2 separate regions of the Sus scrofa genome follow, and region 2 is linked to region 1. Evidence: chromatin contacts called from public HiChIP or PLAC-seq data. All regions are on one chromosome and are shown on one strand. Each heading gives the region's core, a stretch centred on a gene start, on an enhancer-like site or on the middle of the called end of the contact. The rest is flanking DNA. Distances are from core to core; before and after follow the strand shown.

Region 1 (6,513 bases), core at 3,266-5,765:
ACAACTAGAGATTACCATACTAAGTTAAGTCAGAAAGGGAAAGACAAATACCATATGATATTACTTATATGTGGAATCAAAAATATGGCACAAATGAACCTATCTATAAAACATAAACAGACTTGCAGACATAGGAGACACAAAACACAACCCTTTTGTGGTTTCCAAAGGGGAGAGGGAGAGAGTGGGAAGGACTAGGAGTTTGGGGTTAGTAAATACAAACTATTACATTTAGAATGGATAAACAATGAGGTCCTGCTCTATAGCACAGGGAATTATATCCAATTTCCTGAGATAGGCCGTGATGGAAAACAATATTTAAAAAAAGAATATACGTATATGTAAGACTGAGTCACTTTGTTGTACAGCAGAAATTGGCACATTGTAAATCAACTATACTTTAATAAAGAATAGTAAAAGAAAGGTCTTGGAGTTCTCTTGAGTCATTGCTGTGGCGTGGGTTTGATCCCTGGACCAGGAACTTCCACTTGCCCCCAGTGTGGCAAAAAAAAAAAAGGAAAGAAAAGAAAGGTTTCTAGTCAATGATATAAACTTCTAAAGAAACTAGAAAAATAAGAGCAAGTTAAAACCAAAACAAGCCAAAGCTGATATTAGAGATTAAAGCAGAAATCAATGTAATCAAAATAAAGCTTAGAGAAAAAATCAGTAAGTCTGACAGTTCTTTGAAAATATCAGTAAGTCTATAGACTTCTAACAGACATCTCACCAACTCACAAACTATAACAGCATAATTTAAACATGTGAGTCAGGTAGCATTTATCTTTTTACCATAAACAATCCTGAAAAAAAAAAAAAAAAAAAAAAAAACCTTTTCCTGGCAAATACTGTTATATAAGTACTTAAACGACAAGTATTAAAAAATGAGTTTTTTGGGGAGTTCCCGTCGTGGCGCAGTGGTTAACGAATCCGACTAGGAACCATGAGGTTGCGGGTTCTGTCCCTGCCCTTGCTCAGTGGGTTAAGGATCCGGTGTTGCCCTGAGCTGTGGTGTAGGTTGCAGACGCGGCTCGGATCCCGCGTTGCTGTGGCTCTGGCGTAGGCCGGCAGTTACAGCTCCAATTGGACCCCTAGCGTGGGAACCTCCACATGCCGCGGGAGCGGCCCAAAAAATAGCAAAAAGACAAAAAAAAAAAAAAAGTTTTTTTACTTAGATATATTGGCAGCGCCCACTACTGTGTTGAGAGTCAGGCCTCAAGCTCACAGCTGGGAGTTTGGGGCTTAGAGTCTATTGGCTCTGTTGTTTAATAAGTTTTGTGATTTTTTTGTATTTTTTGTCTTCATAGGGCCACACCTACTACATATAGAGATTCCCAGGCTAGGGGTCTAATTGGAGCTGTAGTCACTGGCCTACGCTGCAGCCACAGCAACGCCAGATCCGAGCCATGTCTGTGACCTACACCACAGCTCACAGCAGCTCCAGATCCTTAACCCACCGGGCAAGGCCAGGGATCCATCCGGCAACCTCATGGTTCCTAGTCAGATTTGTTAACCACTGAGCCACGGTGGAAACTACAAAAATAAGCTTTTTTTAAAGATGAGAAAACCAAGATTTATTGATTTTGGTTAATTTGCTCAAGGTCACATAGCTAGTAAAATCCAGAATATTCTCCACCATGGGGAAACCATTTGTGGGAGAATTGAGGCAAAGGCAAGGCCAGTGAGGGCTCCTGCTGTGATCTGCTCATAGTCATAGGACCTGCAACTGGGGAGTGGGTTTATTACCCGGTAGAAGGGATCTGAGAAGAACATGCCTGTGCAAAGCTTGGGTAATGCTGAGCTCTACAGCTTGACCTGTAACCAGCAGTGTGACACTGGGGTAAGATATTTTACCTTTTTGTGCCTCAGTTTCCTCTTAGTAAAATGGAGGTAATATTAAGTTTCTTATAAGTTCATTCTATTAATCATAACATTTTGTCTTGTTAAACTCCCTTTGTGCTTGTTTTTTGATTTTCATTATGTTTTTATTTCTTCCAGGGTGGGTTTCTCAAAAGTAATGAATAGATTCATGACTGTCTTGGAGACTAATCAGCTGTCGGAATGAAAGGACACAATCAGCTTTAAGGTCTCTTTGACCAGGAGAATATTAGTATAATGACTGCACTAAGTTGTGTGGGGGAGGGGTTGCGGTGGGAGGCACGGATCGACTGCTCCGTTGGAAACTGCCACCTCTGATGGCAGAAGAGGGTGGTTTTGTGCTGGAGCCCTGGCTCACCAGAACTGATTGTTGCATTTTCAGAATTTTTGTGAGCCCGTTATTAACCACCATTATTTAGAATTACTTTGCATGAACTTGGGGTGGTAAGAGAAAGGGTGGCATGCCCACTTCTGAGGTCATATCTCATCTGGGGGGACCAGGCCAGGAGTTTCAGGAGCAAAGTGGGGCAGAAGCATGAGGGGCTCACAACGTGCTGCTTCAGCACAGATGGGAAAGCCACCCTTTTCCAATATGCACACTTCAATGGGATAAATAGGGAACCTGATGCTGGCTTGCATAGAAATTGAAAGGACTCTGATACCAGGTTATAGAAGTTCATAGAGAAGCTGAAAGGGGAAGTTGGGATGAAGCAGAGAAAGAGAAGATCAGCCCCCAATGCAGATGTAGGTTGTTCTGTTAAGATGAGCGGTGACTGGAATTCCGGTCATGGCTCAGCAGAAACAAATCTGACTAATATCCACAAGGACACAGGTTCGATCACTGGCCTTGCTCAGTGGGTTAAGGATCGGGCATTGCTGTGAGCTGTGGTGTAGGCTGCAGATGGGGTTTGGATCTGGCGTTGCCATGGCTGTGGCATAGGCCAGCAGCTACAGCTCTGATTCTACCCCGAGCCTGGGGACCTCCATATGCCACAGATGCGGCCCTAAAAAGACAACAAAAACAACAAAAGAGCAGTGGTGATTATGGGGCGGAAGAGCCATGTCAACATGGCCACCTTTCCCAGGCCCGAGAGGACGCTTGCTTCTTTGGAAAGAAATGAGTCGCTGTAGGCAGATGGCCACTGGAGATAGAGAATTGAGAGTGGATAAGCACAGTGGGAGGGGGGAGGGTTCAACAAGTGAAAAGGGTCAAAACAATTAAGGAGAGAGGACAAACTACCTCAGGGGCTAACAACGGTTAAGATTTGCTCCTTCTAGAACTATTTTTCCTTGGCTTTCAAGACCTGCCATCCTGACCCTCTGAGAGTTCCTTCCCAATTGACCCAGGAATGATGAGCAGACCATGTGTGTGACAAAGCACATTGCTGATACTTAAATAAATCCTGGAGAGAAATCCAGAAATGGCTAGCTAAAACTTACACAGTTTCAGTTTCACTCTGATTGTTCTTTTTTGTAAAATGATGGTGTGAGGACGAGGATAAACTGTTTGCTCAATTCTGGACCTCCAAACTGGGGAGGGGAAGGTGCTGACTTAGTTGTGGCTTGGAGTTAAAGGGTGAGAACACCCCGATGAGAAATTCCAGGGTGTGGCTGAGAACTCTGACTGGGCTTTCTGCCTTCTCTCCACTTCCCCTTGCTGGGGTCCAGGGTGGTTTGAACTGATGATAAGCGCCACCTGCAGGAAGAAAGCTGGAGGCAGGAGAAAATACCTAGCTAGTACCCTTAAGCACTATTAGGAACCAAAATACAAGCCCAGGAAACTCTCTTTGGCCCATCTCTGGTTCTCTTCCTGAAATTTAGTTTCATTGTGACTAAGAGATAACAGGTGAGGTCCAGCCCTGCAGGGAGAAGCAGCTCTAATCTGGCAGAGACTAAGAGACTGCAGCACCTCCTTCACAGAGAAAAGACAATCCATCAGAAGAGAATTCTCACACTTACCCATCAGCAGTCATTCAAAATCACCTACTTCTATACCTCATCCCCTGTACCCAGGAGACAGTCCTTGCCAGATCCCTGGTCCTAGCTACCCTCATTTTTTGCCTGAGATGCTACAGTAGCCACCTGACTGGCCTCCTTCCTCTGCTCTGGCTACCACACAGCAGTCCAAGGGATCCTGTGCATGTCACAGGGAACTCCCTCTTCCCAACCCTCCAAGGTTATCCCCAACCACCCTTAGGCTTCAGGTTACAACTTGCCTCTCCATAAACCCTCCAAGCCCCCACACCTGGCCTAAGATCCCCTCCTAACTTGTTCCAGGAACACCTGTATATTCCTTCCAAAAGCACTTATTCCTGTGTTCTAACTCCTCTGTCCCACAGCTTCTTGAGCCCAGTGAGGGCAGAGACTGTGTCTGTCTGTTGAATCCATTCTGAAGGCATGCACCTAGCAAATATTTTATTAAAAAATCGTTGTGAATGTACTGTTTTCCCCAGCATTTCTAGGCATAGAATATTCACAGATCGGGGAACAAAATGCAAAAGGAGGAAAGGTTAAAAATATGCTAATAAATTGTTGAAAGAAGTCCCCAAATGGGCCCCAAACATTCTAAAGAATCAGTTTGTAAATTGGCCTGTGGCCAAAATGAAGCTATCTTTGTGTGTGCACAGGTCTAGTGACCCAGGGCTGCTGATTTCAGCTGTGGTGTGGGTGAATGGCAAATGGTGCGCTGAGCCTAGGGCCCTCCGTTCGGAACTAAAGGGAGGCTGCAAAGGCGATGCCAGCCTTTGGTGTGGTCCAGAGATGAAGATGAAGAATTGGGGGGGGGTCTCTAGTCCAATCTTGGGGCGGCTCTTTACAGCCAAAAGTGAAAACTTAAGGGCAGGAGGAGTTTTCCCGGAAACGAAAGCGAAAGAGGCTTAACTGCTGGGAGTTGGGGAGGGACCGGCAGTCGCAGTTGAACCTGCGAAGGTGAGAATGTCTGAGCCTGGCTCCTTCCCTCTGCTGGTTGAAGGGTCCTGGGGCCCCGACCCGCCGAAGAACTTGAGCACCAAGTTGCAGTTGTACTTCCAGAGCCCGAAGAAATCAGGAGGCGGGGAGTGTGAGGTCCTCCAGGAACCGGGGAGCCCATCCCGCTTCCTAGTGCTCTTCTATCCCAATGATGGTGAGGGGGACAAGGGTGCGGGTGAGTGGGGACAGGTGGGCTCGCCTTCTAGGGAAGACCTATGGCTGGGGCACGCTGCCTGCGGGAGAATCCAGCCGGTTCCGGCGGCAGCGTAGCGGGGGCGCGGGGGGAGCAGAATGGACAATGTGCATGCGTCGCGGGCGGTGAGCTTCCAGGCGCTCTTGGAGGCGGCGACGGACCGCGCAGGTGAGTTAAATCAACATTTAGCTCCAGGACATAAAGGAGCCTCCTGAGAGCAGGTGCACCCGCCTTATTTTACGAGGCTACCTCGTGTGTTATTGGCAGAGTTGCAATGCCATTGCAATTTTGGACTTCCTCCTATGAAAGCATCGGTTCTGGAATTCCAGAGGTTTCTGGGAACACAGTTTGAAGGGAAGAGAAAGTTTCCAGGGAGAGTCACATCTAAACTGACTCCTGAGAGTGAATTCAGGTCTTGATACGCGAGATGAGATATTGAGCCAGGCTCTTCCGATGGGAACTGCAGTGCTGGAGGCTGGAAAGCGAAGGCGTCTATGCAGGGAAGTTCAAGGCGCCCTCCAATCCCTGATATGCTGCGGGGGTGGGGTGGGGTGGGGGCAGAGAGCGCCTTGCACTGTGGTTTGAGGAGTGAGCCCCCATCTGTTCGCTGTGCACGAGTGAGGTCTGGAGACCAGCACTAAAAAAAAAAAAAAACGTGTGGGTCTGGGAAATTTTATGCGATTATAAAGGGGTCCTTGTATTTAAAAAAGTCTTCGGTCTTCTCTTATTAAACCACCTTTAAAAGAATAAAAGGAAGTGTGGTGGGTGGAGTTCTCTGGTGGCTCATCAGGTTAACTGTCTGCTGTCATTTCTATGATGTAGGTTCAGTCCCTGGTCTGGGGATTTCCACATACCACAGGCATGGCCAAAAAAAAAAAAAAAATTAAAAATTAAGTAAGTGAGGTGGGGAGTTCCCATCATGGCACAGAGGAAACGAATCCGACTAGGAACCGTGAGGTCGTGGGTTCGATCCCTGGCCTCGCTCAGTGTTAAGGATCTGGCGTTGCCATGAGCTGTGGTGTAGGTCGCAGCCACAGCTCTGATCTGGCATTGCTGCGGCTGTGGTGTAGGCTGGCAGCTACAGCTCTGATTAGACCCCTAGCCTGGGAACCTCCATATGCCGTGGGTGCAGCCTTAAAAGGACAAAACACACACAAAAAAGTGAGGTGGAAATTAAGATGAGTAAAATGTTTGGTTGAGATGAAATAGGGCCTTATATGACATGCTAAGGAGTATGAACTTTCCTGCACAGGTAGGCAGGGGAGGGCCATGTCCAAATACACGTTAGGGAGATCAATTTAGTTGGAAATAAGTACATTGATTTCTATTGGGAGAGACCATGGACATCAGACCTTTGAAAAGGGTCATGCAGTGGCCAAGTGAGGGCAAGTGAGGCTTTGAACAAAGAAAGCCAGTGTGGGGGTAGAAAATGCATAATCTGGACTTGGTACCTGATTCTACTGGAAAGGTTGATGTTC
Region 2 (6,433 bases), core at 637-3,136, 96 kb before region 1:
TTCCAGTCTTACCAGCCATGTGCAAAAACTTTATTTCTGGCCTCTCCACTTCCAATTATCCTTACATGGAAATGTGTCCTCCATATCACTGTCAAAACCAACTTTCTAAAATGCACATTTGACATGACACTCCTGTGATACGAGCCTTCCACGTCTCCCTACTGATCTCAAGACTTTTCAACATCTGGAACTTTGCTATCCAGTGTGGGCCATTAGCCACATGTAGCTCTAGAGCACTTAAATGTGGCTAATCTCAACAGAATGTGACATAAATGTGAAATAAAGACTGGACTGCAATGACTTAGGATGACATAAAAACAACGCAAAATATCTCAATTAAGTTTTTAACATTGACTATCTGATGAAATGGTTCATTTAGGATGCAGTGAATTAAAGAATATAATTAAAAATAATTTCACCTGTTTATACTCTAAGAACTATGACTACTAAAAATTTTAAAATTAGGGAGTTCCCGTTATGGCTCAGCAGAAACAAACCTGACTAGCATCCATGAGGATGTGGGTTTGATCCCTGACCTTGCTCAATGGGTTAAGGATCTCGAATTGCCCTAAGCTGTGGTGTAGGTTGCAGAGGCCTGTGGCTACAGTTCCAATTCCACCCCTAGTTTGGGAACCTCCATATGCTTCGAGGGTGGCCCTAAAAAGACAAAGTAAGTAAAATAAAAAATTTTTAAATTAACACGTAGGTCTCATTCCAGACAGCGCTGCTCTAGCCCCTTCCTCTGTCACCTCCCTCACCCATTTCATCTCCTCCAAGGCCTCTGTACTCCTCAGTGCTTTAGATACTGTGGTCCCTGCATCTCAGAGGCTCCCCCTCCCTCCCTCTTTTAAGAGTCTGTTTCCTCTGGAGGCCTTCAAAAGATTTTGCTTTTTTGGTATCAATTCACCTCCCTTTACAGCTGGTGAGGTCAGGTGCCTAGGCTCTCACCTTTATTCCCAGGCACACAGGCCAGCATGCAGTTCAGTACTGCATGTTGGCCAAATCAAGAAATGAAGGCAGAAAAGCCTTAAGAGTCTGTCTAAAGCATAGAGTTAGAGGGAGGTAACTGCACGCAGGTGAACATATTCAATTTTTTTTAAAAAGTAGGTAAGTTTCACCTGAATTCAGAATGTGAATTACAATTTCAGCTGCAAATTAACAGTAACAACAAGAACAGTTAAAAGGAATCACGAACTTAGGAGAAACTTTCTTTGACTTGAGTATCTGCCTAGTCTCCATCCTCACCAGGGGAGGCCTGGCCCTGGGAGCCCGCCTCTCGCCCGCCGGCTCGTCCTCAGAGCCCCCTGGAGAAGACCGCGGAGCTTCCGGCGCCCACTGCCTCGGGAAACAGGGGACAGGGACCTACTCACCTGGCAGTCCGCGGCGAGGAGGACAAGGAGGAGAGGAAGGGGAGGCGGCTCTGCCTGGAACCGCTCTGGATCTCGAGGAAAGCGAAACTGAAACTTTGCGCTCCTGGGTGGCGGGGCGGTGCGCACCCCTGCCCCGGCCCGGATGCGAAGCGAGCCCCGGCGCCATGGCTTCGAACGGCTGCCCGCCGTCACCGCTGCTCGTGCGGGTGTCCCAGCCCGGCACCCGCCTACAAAGGAAGCTGGAAAAGTACTTCCAGAGCCGGGAGTCAGGCGGTGGGGAATGCACCGTCCAGGCCCTGGACCGCAACAACCCAGACACCTTCCGGGTGCAGTTCCTGCAAAGGGCAGGTGAGCGGCTGGCGAGGGCTGGGGGGGCAACTGCCATCCTTGGGGCGTGGGTGCGTGCAGACCCAGTTCAGAGGAGCCAGGAGAGAGTGAGGGAGAAGGTCTAGGAACGTCTGGTGGGGAACAGGAACCGCGGCTCCTGCTGGCACGAGGCGCAGAGCCACAGCAAAGGACAGAGCCCGGAGGAGCCCAATCTGTGATCGGTCGGACCGCGCCTTAAAGTTGACGCTTTCCAGAATCCTCCTCCGAACTCATAAATCTCAGCTTTCAGAAGAACACCCTTGCCACCCCCAGACACCTGTCAGCCCTTGTCATTTAGGTGTTCCAGTTTTATGGGTTTTTTTTTTTCAGTAAAATTTAACAGCTTGTATTTATTAAAATAAGCCCATTGATGAATATTAATTTCATCCTATTTATTAAGAGTAACTAGTCAATGTCCTGTGATAAACCATAGTGGAAAAGAATATGAAAAATAAAGTATACATGTATAACTGAATCACTTCGCTGTAGAGCAGAAATTAGCACATTGTAAATGACCTATACTTCAAAAAAATAATTTTTTTTTTTTTAAGTCATGCCAGACTTTCTGGAGAAAATAACTTTTGTTTTAAAAGAACTAGAATTGATTTGATCATTCACTATTAGGTTATTTTTGGTAGATACCGGTTGCCTTCCATCCTTGGAAGTACATGGTCTCATACAATGAAATTTTGTCAAATGTGAAACATCTATTTACAAGTAGGCATCAAAGCACTTATATGGGAGTTCCCTTGTGGCCCATCTGGTTAAGGATCCAGGGTTAACTCTGCAGCGGTTCAGACTGCTGCTTTGGCTCAGGTTTGATTCCTGGCCCTGAGAATTTCCACATGCCATGGACACGGCCCCCCAAAATTTTTATATGACCTGGTGTCAGCTCGATGTAGTCCCAGCTGTTTGCCTTTTTAGATGCTCTGATAGCACCTTGCATGAAAGGTTCATTAGAGACTTCTGCAGCAATATTCTAGTAGCAGAACACAGCTATCCTTCTAGTTAGGTGGCAAAACTGCTTTGAATTAGCTGCTGAACCAGGACTGTGAAGCCTAGGGCCTATACTGGGCTCACTAGATTCTTATACCCCTTTGTAAGAACAGGAGTGCCTATGTTACATTTGAAACTGATCAACGCATTTTGAAAACCACTCATTTCACCAATAAAGCAATCTTAAGACCAATATCCATTATTCTAATTAAGGCAACTGTGTTAATAGGAGAGAAATGCAGGTGACACTTGTAGTCTTTTTTTAAGAGTATGAACTTCAGTCATCCTTTTAGTGTTAACTAGTCACCCTAGGTTTATACTTATGATTAGTGTACTTTATTTATTTTTTTTGGAAGGCTGTAAAATAATTTTATTTTGGTTTTGGTTTTGTTTTAAATGGTTTTTATTTTTTCCATTATAGCTGGTTTACAGAGTTCTGTCAATTTTCTACTGTACAGCAAAGTGATCCAATCACACATACATATATGCATTCTTTTTCTCATGTTATCCTCCATCATAAATGACTAGATATAGTTCCCAATGCTAATACAGCAGGATCTCATTGCTTATCCATTCCAAAGGCAATAGTTGGCGTCTATTAACTCCAGATTCCCAGTCCCTCCCACTCCTTCCCCCTCCCCCTTGGCAACCACAAGTCTGTTCTCCATGTCCATGAGTTTTTTTTTCTGTGGAAAGGGTCATTTGTGCTGTATATTAGATCCCAGATATAAGTGATATCATATAGTATTTGTCTTTCTGACTTACTTCACTTAGTATGAGAGTCTCTAGTTCCATCCATGTTGCTGCAAATGGTATTATTTAGTTCTTATGGCTGAGTAGTATTCCATTGTGTAAATATACCACATCTTCTTAAAACATTCATCTGCAGATGGACATTTGTTTCCATGTCTTGGCTATTGTGAATAGTGCTGCAATGAACATGCGGGTGCATGTGTCTTTTTCAAGGAATGTTTTATCTGGATATATGCCCAAGCGTGGGATTGCTGGGTCATGTGGTAGTTCTATATTTAGTTTTCTGAGGTACCTCCATACTGTTTTCCATGGTGGTTGGAGCACAGTTTTATGTTTTAAATAATTATTTGATAGATTAGTTCTTGAGAATGGCAAAAGTTATTTATGCTCACTACTGAAAAAGGAGAAAAGAATAAAGAAAACCATGTGGAGAAAAACAGTGTGGACATTTGGGGCATAATTCCTCCCAGCCCTTTTCTCTGAACGTCAGTAAACACACACATATAGTTACAAAACTGAGTCTACACTTTTGATTCCTGCTTTTTGTCACTTAGAGCAGGTGTTATTCCATATCATGAAATGGGAGACTGGAGGCAGTTTCAGGAATATGACTTTTAATGAGTGGATGATATTCCATTATCATTATGCTTTCCTTTCTATAGTAAAACTTAAGCTGTCTACTTTGGTGTCTTGAATAGCTTGCTTGCCCTATCACCAATCCACCATTCCAGGATGCAGGGAACTGCCCTCACTGGGAGGGTACTGGGGCAAGGTACGGATGCCTAAGTAGGAGGATTCCTTGAAATCACTCCCATTTCTATGTGTATTGTGTATATTTAATGTCTCCACTGAAGGTAAAGAGGGAGTATTGAAAAAAGAAAAGCACCAAATTGTGGTTGACAGCAAAACAGTGACTATTTTCCTGGAATCCAATGAAACTGCAATAGAGAAGAATACAAGACCTAGGATATCGTCTTTGACACAGTCAAAAAAAGGGGCGAGGGATGGTGAAAAGCAACCGAATGAGAAGCACATTCCTAATGCTTCAGATTCCTCCATCCAGAAGGTGAGTATTGAAGAGAGCTACCCTGCAACTTGCTCTCTAGTCCAAGGACCATTTGCTGAGACGTTACTTTGAGCCTGGCACTGTTCTAGGCACTGGGACACAGAGGTAGACACAACAGACAGATCCCTGCTGGGAATGGAGAGGTATGTAGAAAAACAATAAGCAAGTAAACAAAATAATAAAACCATTTAGGAGAGAGATCTATGCTAAGAAGAAAATAGAATGGGGTTTTTGCCTTAGTGCGTGACAGGGCCAGGCAAGGAAGGAGTTTGTGTTGTTTCTGACCAGAAGTCTCTGAGGAGGTGACATTTGCCCTGAGACTTGAATGATGAGCAGAAGCCAGCCATACAGAGTCAGTCAAGAAATGAGTATCAGCTGCCTACTGTGTGCCAGGTGCTGTCACAGGAGCTGGGACACAGCCAGGAACATAGCAGACCTTGCCCTCAGGGACCTTACGTTCTAGTGAGGGCACCAAACAACAACAGTAGGCAAATAGATGGGAATAACATATCTGCCAGTGATAAAGGCTAGGAAGAAGAATAAAGCAGGGGAAATGATAGGACCATTAAAGCAGGATACATGACAGAACCACTATCTTAAATAGGATATCAGGAAAAACCTCTCAAATGAGGTGACATCTGAGTAGAGATACAAATGAAGGGTGGATTCCTAGGGGAAGAAAGTTCTAAGCAGAGGGGAAAAAATAAGTGCAAAGCTTACCTCCTTGCCCAGACAGAAGCTTACATCCTGAGCCCCAGGAGATTCAAAGAGGGAGGCCAGTTGCCTGGAAGGGAGAGAGCAGGAGAGAGGGTTAAAGAGGAACTCAGAGATGGGGTCTTTGAGGGATGAAGGTCAGGACTTTGGATTTGAACTGAAATGTTAGATTCCTCAGATGGTTTTGAGCCAGGGGATCAGAGTGAGCTGATTGACATTTCTGAAGGATCACTCTGGCTGCTGCATGGAGAACTGAGTGTAGGAAGAAGGCTCAGGTGGAAGGTTAGCGCCCAGGTATAAGGGGCTGCAGTGAGCCAGGTGCAAGGTGATAATGGCTTGGATTCTGAATGATCCTGGTGGATGTGTGAGGAATGGCTGGATTCAGGAAGCATTTTGAAGGAAGATGTAGAGGATGAATGTTATGTGTGGAGAAAATGGCATGTGCGAAGACCTTGAGGAGGAACAAAACTTTAGAAATCTTGCTTTATATTACATTCAATTTGCCTTTTTTTTTTTTTTTTTTTTTTTTTTTTTTTTTTTTGCCTAACCTGTGTATTTGCCGTATTTTGAACTTCTAAAGGTCAAAGTTTAGCCTAGCAATATTTCATGCAGTTAGGTGGTTAAAAAAAAAAAAAAAAAGAAAAGAAAAAAAGAAAAGAGAGAGGAAGGTAGAAAAAAACAGTAACAGGAAAAAATGAAAAAACATCCTCCTCATACTGATGACTCTGTTCCAGGCTCACACTCTTTAGTGAGAAATAACAGCAGTTTACCCAGAAAGCCAGAGTGCCTTCTTTTCACCCAATTTCCCAAGGTCAAACAGATAGTGGCAGCTCGAGAATCCAGGTGTCTTGTCCAGGGAACTTTAAAAAATACTGCTCAGAATCTATGGAGATGTGGCTGGGCCTTGGCGTTTTCTTCCCTGACCATACGATTCTGATGTACACCTAGGGCTGGGCTCCTCTGGGTACGTTGCAAAAAGGATTTGAAAGAAGTCATATGGGATGGAAATCCTGTGAAATTAGATTGTTATGATCATTATACAACTACAGATGTGATAAATTCATTTGAGTAATAAAAAAAAAGAAAAAAAGAAAGAAGTTATAGTGGTTGTTTCTCTACTCTCTAGATATGCTCCTGCGAGGAGAACGTAGGCCTGGATGTCTAAGAG

Evidence for each region. HiChIP or PLAC-seq counts read pairs in DNA pulled down with a chosen protein or histone mark.
Region 2: a contact with region 1 is called in an H3K27ac HiChIP or PLAC-seq map of alveolar macrophages. The contact joins the promoter of PARP9 here to the promoter of PARP14 in region 1. A contact is called at or near these places in 2 of 5 promoter capture datasets (fetal liver and liver), 14 of 47 Hi-C or Micro-C datasets (alveolar macrophages, blood, embryonic fibroblasts and 7 more) and 2 of 2 datasets of contacts at active chromatin or transcription factors (alveolar macrophages and skeletal muscle).

The regions. Positions count from the first base shown.
Region 1 is chr13:137,863,385-137,869,897 of Sscrofa11.1, reverse strand. It overlaps PARP14 (poly [ADP-ribose] polymerase 14), which reads left to right and starts at 4,515. Exons shown (of 17, transcript XM_021070260.1): 1 at 4,515-4,996. The coding sequence starts at 4,810.
Region 2 is chr13:137,956,440-137,962,872 of Sscrofa11.1, reverse strand. It overlaps PARP9 (poly [ADP-ribose] polymerase 9), which reads right to left and starts at 1,886. Exons shown (of 11, transcript XM_021070264.1): 1 at 1,371-1,886. It overlaps DTX3L (E3 ubiquitin-protein ligase DTX3L), which reads left to right and starts at 1,492. Exons shown (of 6, transcript XM_021070271.1): 1 at 1,492-1,718; 2 at 4,340-4,551. The coding sequence starts at 1,535.